3 separate regions of the Zea mays genome follow, and regions 2 and 3 are each linked to region 1. The links are chromatin contacts, called in public Hi-C maps. All regions are on one chromosome and are shown on one strand. The core of a region is the stretch at or near the end of the contact, and the rest is flanking DNA. Distances in the headings are between cores, read along the strand shown.

Region 1 (3,293 bases), core at 249-2,748:
GCCCGTGCCCGCGCAGCTAGGAGCGGGGGCGGCGCTCAGGTGCACGCCGAAAAGCATGGTGGGCGCGGTGCCGCTGCTCCCGGCCTCCCCGCCGCTCTTGTCGGCCCGCTGCGGCGGGGGCGAGGGCGAGTCCGCGATGGTTAGCGAGCTGCTGGACGTGGTGCTCCCGCCGGAGTGGTTGTTGCGCCCCGCGGCCGACACGGGGGCGGCGGCGGGCTTCTTGCGCGCCGCCTGCAGGCCGAGGCCCTGCAGGAACGCGGCCGCGGCCGGGCTGGGCGCCGCGGGCCGCACGTGGTTCTGCACGAAGTAGATGATGTCGTTGTACAGCTTCCGCATGTGCGCCAGCTCCTGCAGCAGCGCCGCGTTGCTGCGCCGAAGCCGCTCGTTCTCCTCCATCAGCACGGCCGCGCGCCCCGCGCCGCCGCCGGCATCGGCCGCGGCGGCGGGCAGCGGCGCCGGCGCCTGAGGGGCGCCCAGGGCTAGTAGCCGCGTAGACACCGGCGCGGCGGCGTGCGGGTGCGCCTCCCTCCAATGCGGGTGCGGGTGCGGGAACGCGAGGCCAACGCCGTGCGCGGCGGCCGCCGCCGCCACAACCCCGTCGTCTCCCCCCGCGAACGGGTGGTGGTTGTGGTGGTGGTGGTGCGGGCCGCCCGGGTGGAAGACGGGGAAGTGAGGCGAAGCGAAGAAGGGCGGAGGCGACGGCGACGCCGTGCACGCCGACGACGTCTTGCGCCGGTGGATCTCGCAGAGCAGCTGCTTCTCCCCCTTGCGGAAGAACTCGTTCGCGAACTCCCACCGCTCCGGGACGACCTTCCGGAATCCCTGCATTGTGTGGCGTTGCAGCGTTACCGACCGTCACCATCCGTACGTACGTGGTCCACGCGACTCAGTCAGAGCGGAAGTGCAAGCAACGCAACTCATACTCACGTAGGTGTTTAGCTGCCGGACGAAGGAGGAGAAGTTGTTGTGCTTGAAGTAGTTGGGGAGGATGTCGCGTGCGAACTCCGGCGGCCGGAAGACCACGAAGGTGGAGGCCCGGTCGTCTCCCCAGGAGACGATGTGGTCCGTGGCCGGGTCGTCCACCAGCTGGTACGTCTTGATCAGGAACGGCGCCGGCACCGCCTTCTGCGCGGCCGCCTGCGCAGCCGCGTCGCAGTCCCAGCTCCCGCTCCTCTCCATCACTCTCACTCCTTCCTACCTACACTACAGGAGTCGAAGCGTCGACCAAGGTTTCTTGGGGTTTTAACTTCTTCCTTCTGAGGTGGACGATACGAGGCGAGGCGAGCCGAGCGGAGGAGGGTGACCGACCGGCTATTTTAACTGGAGGTGGTGGGTGGTGAATGCCGAATGCGGAGTGAAGGCAAGTGTGGTGTGCTCCTGCCTCGGGGAGCGTGTGGGCGGTGGAGGGAATATGTGTCGCTGTGTCTGTCTGGGTGTTTTCGAGAGAGGGATTGGAAGTTTGGAGATGCACACCCGTGACACTTCCGCCAGCGTCGTCTCTCCCCTGCGGCGAGTCATCCATTCGTTCCTTCGTTTTCTTTCTCGGTTTCTTCGGGATCTTTTGCGCCCCCTTTTAACCCGCCCGCCATTTCGTATGGATATCATTTTTATTATATTTTAATTTAAATACAAATACATGCATATATATTTTTAGACATAAATATGAATATATGTCGTAAATTCTAAACTCTATTTACATATTTACGCAATTCTGGTTAGAACGTGTATTATAAATTCAACATATATAAATAAAATTTCACTACTAATCCTCAATAACTAAAATGAAATAATTAAAAGTACACTTCTAATAATCTTCAATATCGAAGTAAATTAAATTACAATAAATAGCTAGTTTGCTTTATCAATATTTTTGGAATTACAAAATTATTACACAAGTAGAGATTAAAGTGCTTGTGTATAAACTATAGACAAATATAGCTTAAAATAATACAGTTATCAATAAATACTTACCAACCAAATATATCGATTAAAATAATTAAACTAAATTGTTAAAATTAGTTTACAACGACAAACATATTAGGCTTAAAATAAAACAAAAATATTAAAACTAGTTTAATCTTTATATATCATACATTATTTTAAATTAACACTAAATGTTACTTGTAGATGTACTATTAAATGGCTTTAATGCATTATTAGTAATGATAAAAATAAAGAATTGGTCTCTTATTATGGAGAGAGAAATTTTAAATGTGTCGATGATACAATATTTTTTCTTTGTAGATATGGATATCACAGATATTGGCAAAATAAATCTATAAAAACAAATCTAGAACCTGATGGATAAAAATATTAAATATATGTGATATTTATATTATAAGTTCTAGCAAATATGAAAATCGTATTTAGATGGTTATTTCAATTTTCCATGCCAGCCATTTGACCCCCTCCAAAGCTAGCTTTTCTAGGAGTAGTACACGGACGGGAACGGGATCTATGTTTTCATTTTTGTTTTCACGCACCCCCACTGCCCCGTCTCCTCCTCGTGCATTTCTGGAAAGGTCCCCCAGGAGGACAAGCCCTGCTGCAGTTTTGGAAGCATCTCCAAAACCTGAATTCTTTTTCGGCGGCAGTAAAAAAGAGACAGGGAAGCCATGCCGTGAGCCATTCCTATTGGCCGGTCAATGGTACCCTGACGTGCCGCTCCGAAATTAAATTTTTTTTTTGTGTTACGCTGTGTCGTACGTGGCGTCAACTTGCAGGGATATGAGAAGCGATCGGAGCGCGCAGCAGTCGTCGTCCTTGGATCAGAGCACCGGTCCATGTGGCCCGAGCGGTGCCCAGTGCATATCACGTGCTGTCCATGGAATGCAAGCCCAAACAATTTGTCCTTTGCACCATAGCGAGTGTTTAAAATTTTGTGGGAGAGTGGGAGAATTGTATTAAAACTTGGTATATTACATCAAATTATATATAGTTAAAAAAACAAAAATAATATTGTATCTTGCTTTTTGTCATCCACCTTCGAGTAAAGTGCATCAACAGTCCATAAACTATTTAAGGTGCATCATCTAAGTCGATGTACTATTTAAGGTCACCATTAACTATTTAAAGTACGTCAAATGAAGTCGAAATAGGCCAAGACTCGGTCCAATAGCTCAACGTAATCGCCAAGCCACATGAGCTGTCGAGACTTGGCCCATTTCAGCTTTATTTGACACACTTTAAATAGTTAATGTGGATTTCTGTGACTTCGAATTGTACATGGACCTAGACGACACATCCGAAATAGTTTATTGATTGTTGATGCACTTTACTCTATTTTCTAGTGA
Region 2 (3,293 bases), core at 267-2,766, 180 kb before region 1:
GGTCAGAGGGAGCATGCTAGTGCACCAGTTGGAGTATGTACTTCTTCCATTCAATTGTCAGCAAGGTTTACAATCTCGTTTCATGTTGATTGACCACCCACACCCAAGAATGGGGAACCGATGAGAAACCGCCGAATTTCGCCAAATTCCGAGCGATTTGAAAATTTTAATTTAAACCATCGGGTTTGCATTTCTTGGTCGGGTAACCACCAATTAGCACCAAGAAACCATTTTTCATTAACTTTTCGGTGCACATATTTTCAAATTTGAGAAACGAATTTCGGTGAAAACCCGTCGAGAAACCATATTTTTGGTGAAATTCACTATTTTTACTGAAAAATAATGATTGATATTTTTAAAAATATAAAAATTAAATATAAGATGTATAAGAATACTAAGAAAATAGTGATTTTATAACAATTTTTATGTTTTTTTATTTTTTAAAATTTTGAACAAAATTTTAGAAAATCGGTCGAGAAATATGGCCGTGAACGAGAAACCTAGTGGGAAACTCCGGCTTTTTGGCGGTTTTGTATTCCCTGGTTGTCAGGTTGTCATTCCCTCCTGTCTAGTTGAGCTAGGCCAAGAATTTTGACATGACCAGTGGACAAATTTCAAGAGAGTTTGAGTCTTTATTTTATTCACGCTAAAAGAATCTTTAGAGTTTGTTTGGGAGCAAGAACAACGGAGGGACTTGAAGGAGCCAAAATCTCTTGAATAACAAGGTGAATTTAGCCCTTTCAAGTCGCCCGTTATTCTTGCTCCCAAACAAGCACTTAGGACAGTTTGACAACAAACACACATTTAACGGAAGGAATGAGCTCAGTTCATTGAGTAAGTTTAATAATGTAGTTAACTGCTGACAATAAGAATCTTTGTAGCCAATCTTTCAGCCCGTTCATATAGTAGTTAGATGCTCAATATTAATACATGCCTTGTCTCTCACATAATTTCTTGGTTCTGTGGCAAAACTGGGTGTAAGTTTGTAGCCCGCTTTTACTCTCCTTTTTATTCTCTCTCATCCACCTCTGCATTTAGCTCTGCATTTAGCCAGCTTAGAACATCCCTAGCAGCTCCACTATCTTATCATCTGTCTATCTCTTATTTCAAACTTTACTATACAAACAATGTCATCTACCATGTAAATCCTCTATTTTCTATGCACTAAAGACAACCTTATAACTGATTATTATATTTGCTTTTATTTTCTATGCACTAAAAGTAACATTATAGCGGATTATTATACTTGCTCTTATGTGAGCGACGGCTAGCCAGAACCTAGAGATCCACAAGTGCAGCTTCGAAGGAAGTAGTCAGACACACAATCAAACACGGCGGCTTTATGCTTCGCGAGATTCTAGAGCGTTGATCCCGTGCCAATCAAAGAAAAGAAGATCTAGAGAGCTTATACAAATTGAACATGTAAGTGACAGCGGAGCAGGTACACGTGGTGAGTTTATACAAATTGAACATGTGACTGTGACCACTGACCCGTTCCTGCTGCCTTCGAGGAAAGTAGGTCTTCAACTCCACAGGCCACACGCATCATCCTCGCCGGCCTTGCCCCCGACTGCTCGTATAAAACGGACGGGGAGGCAGCCTCTCCAACTGACCGGGGAAGTCACACTCACACGTTCGCGTGTTAGACTCTCCTGAAACCAGCGTGCTGTGCCGCCCGGGACGATGGCGCCGCGCCAGCCGCTGCTCCCCAGTTTCCTCTACGCGGCGTCGTCCGGCGTCAACGGCAGCAGGGAGGCGCCTCCGGTGGTGGCGGGCGCCCCGAGCGAGCCGCTCGGCAAGATCGAGATGTTCTCGCCCGCATACTACGCAGCGGGCGCCTTGGGAGGCGCCGCGGCCTGCGGGTTCACGCACGCCGCCGTCACGCCGCTCGACGTCATCAAGTGCAATATCCAGGTGCGTGCAGTGCCTGAGTTCACGGGAACCATCGCTTTCTTTGCCCGTCCGACTACTGCCAAATTCCGGGACCCCGGTTTCGATCACACCAGTGTTCTAACAAACGCCACATGATATCTCGGTCGTCGCAGATCGACCCCGCCAAGTACAAGAACACCTCGTCGGCGTTCAGCGTGGTGATGAGGGAGCAGGGCCTCCGGGGCTTCTACAGGGGGTGGGCGCCGACGTTCGTGGGCTACAGCGCTCAGGGTGCGTTCAAGTACGGCCTCTACGAGTTCTTCAAGAAGACGTACGCCGACATGGCCGGCCCCGAGCACGCCGCCAGGTACAAGACCCTCATCTACCTGGCGGGCTCGGCCACCGCGGAGGTTTTCGCCGACGTCGCGCTCTGCCCCATGGAGGCCGTCAAGGTCCGGGTGCAGACGCAGCCCGGCTTCGCCAGGGGACTCAGCGACGGCTTCCCCAAGATCGTCAGGGCCGAGGGCTACGCAGGGTACGTGTATATAGGGCATCAGCTGCTCAACTATCTGTTGTTTTGTGCATGCTGTATCTGAACGATGGTGTTTCTGAACTGCAGGCTATTCAGAGGACTGGTTCCTCTTTGGGGGCGACAGATTCCTTGTAAGCACGCATTTTTTTTCTCTCTCTCAAATGCCATTCATAATTTGCAGCACATGCATTAGTTTCCAAGCTGAACTTCCGTTCCCCGACCTCTGTGCTGTGCAGACACCATGATGAAGTTCGCGACGTACGAGAACATCGTGGAGATGACCTACAAGCACCTCATCCCCACGCCGAAGGATCAGTGCAGCAAGCCTCTCCAGCTCGGGGTAAGCTTCGGGAGCGGCTACGTCGCCGGAGTTTTCTGCGCCGCCGTCTCGCACCCTGCAGACAACTTGGTGTCGTTCCTGAACAACGCCAAGGGAGCCACAGTTGGAGATGTAAGTCCGCCACTGCACTTTGCAGAACACAGATGATCATCCCGACTCAACTTGCCTCTATATGCAATCAGTATAATCATCGTACTCTGTTTATTTATCTATGCATCAGGCTGTCAAGAACCTTGGCCTGTTGGGCCTCTTCACTCGTGGCCTCCCTCTTCGCATCCTGATGGTCGGCACCCTGACTGGCGCTCAGTGGGTGATCTATGATTCCTTCAAAGTTATGATTGGACTGTAAGTATTATATATGTGATCCTGTGTGCGACCGTGATTATTAGGCTAATCTGTCTTGTTAAGAGGGCTAAAACAACTGGTAATTCTGCAGGCCAACGACTGGCGGAGCGCCTGCTCCTGCTACTGTCCCAATGGAAGGACTCGGAGAGCTAAAAGCCTCTGCCTGAAGTTCTAAAGTTTGACAGAGAGTATGCATGCTTCCGT
Region 3 (3,293 bases), core at 286-2,785, 160 kb before region 1:
AGCTTGGATTGTTTCTTGTAGCATTGTTCGCCGAAGGGACCGTCTTGATGTATCCCAAGGCTGAAGCAGAAGAGCTAAAATACAGCGAGCCGAGCTGCTTATCTTGGATCAGGTAGCAACTTTGGGAGAGGTTGTCGTAGAAGTAGGCGAGGCAGCCGCAGCTCGTGGAGCAGAGGCCGCGGCACGCGTTGTGGTTGACGCCCGCCTTGATCGGCGGATCAAACTTGGTGGCGAAGTAGGCCACCTGCGACTTGAGGGCGAGGTAAGACGGGGACACGGTGCTGTTGTTGCTCTGGCACAAGGCCGGCGACGCGAGCGCTGAACCGTCCCCCGGCGTGCACGCGCCGGGCGTCGTCACTGAGGCGGCGAAGAGTGGCGGGCAGGTGCAGGTCGAGCTGTTGCCCGCCGCCGGGGAGCAGAGCCCGAGGGAAGGGCACTGAAGCGGGAGGTCGCAATCGTTGGCCGGCGCCACGAAGTCGCTTCCAAGCGACGCCGAGGAGTTCACCAGCGCATAGCTCGTGATGCGCAGCCGGCCGTCGTATCCGAGACTTAGCACGGGGAACGCCGCCGCCCCGATGTTCACGCGGAACACGAGGCCTCCATCGGCAGCAACCGCGAACAAGCCCGACGCGTTCACCGACACGGACGCCACGGCGGCGTTCCGATCCTTGTAGGAGCGGGCATCGTTCGACAGCCGCCAGTACGTGGACGCCTGCCACGTCAACACCAAATCCGCGGCCGTCACGCCGAGCCGGTAGTTCCCCTCCGCGAGATCGGTGGCGCTCGTCGCCGCCGACAGGTACGCGCCGGCGCGCAGCAGCTGGCCCGGGAGCAACGTGTCCGTGGCGGTATCGAACGACTGCCACAGGGTCGCGTTCCCGGCGCCCAGCAGCTGCAGGTTCCCGCTGTCCTGCAGCCGCAGCGCCACGACGGGCGAGCGCAGCTGCGACGGCGTCGACCACAGCAATGTTCCGTCGGGCTTCGACACCGTGATCCCCTGCGAAGTGAGATTCACCGGTCCCGACGACGTCGTCGGCGCGTCGCGGTTGCCCGACCAGACAAGCGTGGCGGACGGGACGTGCAGGACGGCGAGGTAGAACCTGTCCTGCTGCTTCCCGGGGTTGAACACGGCGGCCCTGAACGCGCCGCTCGTGGACTCTAGGAACGCGCCGCCTGTGTCGACGTACAGGATGTTAGAGGCGGTGAAGGGAGGTCGCAGGAGCTCGGTCGCCAGCGGCCCGGCGTCCGCGGCGCGGGCGGGCAAGAGGATCAGCAGAACCCAGCCTAGGAACGCGAGCGAGCGCGGCAGAGCGCGTGGGAGCGGAGACATTTGTGTGGCGACGGCGAGGGGGCACGCGCGGATGCGCCCATGAAGCGTAGGAGTGCACGGCACGGCGTGTGGCGTAGGCGATCGGGGAATGTTGACCTCGGCTATGAGCTATGTGCTGCGCGAGCTCTGGTTGGCGCGAACAAAACCGGCAGCATCTGGCCCAGCGGCCGAAGAGCCCTTGGGTTCAGACTGCTTGGTTGCCGCGGTTTGGAATCTAGCGGCGCGGCAATTGCTGGATTTTTGCGTTGGCTTTTCTTCTCGATTGAGATGGATTGGTTAAACAACGGAGAAGGTCGAGCTGCTCGGCGACACGGTGACCAGCTTGGGTTGTTCGGTTGGAGCACAGGTGCGACCTGACTGGAATTTGTCAAACGGAGTTGGCTGTGTGGCTGTACTGCTGTAGCCAAAGGTCGCTACTGTTGTGCATTGACTTCTACTCATCATCAAAGCTGGTTAGAAACGTCAGCGCGGTGGAAGTCAACGGCCTTGCTAATGTCTAGCTCAGCAGAATCAATACGCCAATATAGTCCATGCTGGACCTGGATGTAAAGCGCTCATAATTCAGGGGTAGGGTAGGGCCGCAGGGTACGGGTGGTAATACATCACGATCCAAATGTCTTTTCGTAATAAGTTATAACTCTTAAATAATTTTAATTAAAAAATAAATAGAAGACTCTATTATTAATCTGATTCAATTCTTAAATATTATATATAATGTAAAATTTAGAGTTTATTATCGTCCCTAGGTAGAGGTACAAAGTTTAGACCAATCAAGTATAAAATAGGAAGATACAAGCAGGTTGTACAAGATGTCACACCATATTTGTGTTGAGGTGGAGAGGATAGATGAACTATGAGCATACTAGATTCAATTGGTTTGCTCATCAGTTTTATGCACATGTTTAGAGTCCAACTACAGAACTAGGCGTTGTCGTGCTCATTATTGGGGTATTAGTCTGGTTCCTATCATTCATGTTTGTTCAATCTAAAATCAGGGTGCAGGCGCCAGGGGCGCATACAGGATAAAATGACAGTGAAGGCATGCTGTTGAGGTCTTTTTTTGAACGAAGGTCAACCTGTTTCCTGTTTCAGGTATAACAATTGAAAGGATGACGATGCCCAAGAGGGGGGGGGGTGAATTGAGCTTTTCTAAAAATCAACACTAATTAAAAGCTAAGCAAGAGCCCAACTTCACCCCAACAACTAGCTCTAAGAGAATAATACTAGATATACAACAATGCTAAGACAATACTTCAAATACTTGCTAAACAAATACACAAAGTAAAATGTTTGAATTAAGTGCAGAATGTAAAGCAAGGTTTAGAAGACTCCTCCAATTTTTCCCGAGGTATCGAAGAGTCGGCACTCTCCACTAGTCCTTGTTGGAGCACCCGCGCAAGGGTATCGCTCCCCCTTAGTCCTCGCAAGAACCAAGTGCTCACTATGAGATGATCCTTTGCCACTCCGGCGCAGTGGATCCCTCACGACCGCTTACAAACTTGAGTCGGGTCACCAACAAGATCTCCACGGTGATCACCGAGCTCCCAACGCCACCAAGCCGTCTAGGTGATGTTGATCACCAAGAGTAACAAGCCGTAGACTTTCGCTTGACCAAGAGAAGCCTAATGCAAGTGGTGTGTGCTCTAGGTGGCTCTCGCTAGCGCTAATGAGGTCCAAATGTGGGATTAAGATTCTCTAATCACCTCACTAGGCTTTTGGTGCTTGCAATGCTCTACCAATATGCAGGAATAAATGTAGGCACCAAGATATTGAATATGGTGGGTGGAGGGGGTATAAATAGCCCTCACCCACCAACTAGCCGTTACTAACAATGTTCTGCGCATGGGCGCACCGGACAGTCCGGTGCGCCACCGGTGCGCCACCGGTGCGCCAACGGTCGACTCCAATGGCTAGTTCTAACAGCTAGTCGTTGGGCAGATGGCACACCGGACGGTCCGGTGTG

What was found. A called contact is a pair of places that touch in the nucleus more often than the background predicts.
Region 2: a contact with region 1 is called in a Hi-C map of leaf, with 4 times the contacts expected there. The contact joins the promoter of LOC103632841 here to the promoter of LOC109940795 in region 1. A contact is called at or near these places in 3 of 25 Hi-C or Micro-C datasets (bundle sheath, leaf and seedling).
Region 3: a Hi-C map of ear shows a contact between it and region 1, with 3 times the contacts expected there. The contact joins the promoter of LOC103632842 here to the promoter of LOC109940795 in region 1. A contact is called at or near these places in 13 of 25 Hi-C or Micro-C datasets (bundle sheath, ear, endosperm and 6 more).

The regions. Positions count from the first base shown.
Region 1 is chr7:130,728,848-130,732,140 of Zm-B73-REFERENCE-NAM-5.0, forward strand. It overlaps LOC109940795 (heat stress transcription factor B-4c), which reads right to left and starts at 1,499. Exons shown (of 2, transcript XM_020541061.3): 1 at 928-1,499; 2 at 1-822. The coding sequence starts at 1,179.
Region 2 is chr7:130,544,693-130,547,985 of Zm-B73-REFERENCE-NAM-5.0, forward strand. LOC103632841 (mitochondrial phosphate carrier protein 3, mitochondrial) reads left to right here and starts at 1,517. Exons shown (of 6, transcript XM_020541346.3): 1 at 1,517-1,914; 2 at 2,046-2,407; 3 at 2,492-2,535; 4 at 2,641-2,855; 5 at 2,965-3,089; 6 at 3,181-3,293. The coding sequence starts at 1,684. The coding sequence ends at 3,256.
Region 3 is chr7:130,564,192-130,567,484 of Zm-B73-REFERENCE-NAM-5.0, forward strand. It overlaps LOC103632842 (G-type lectin S-receptor-like serine/threonine-protein kinase At5g35370), which reads right to left and starts at 1,536. Exons shown (of 1, transcript XM_008654566.4): 1 at 1-1,536. The coding sequence starts at 1,330.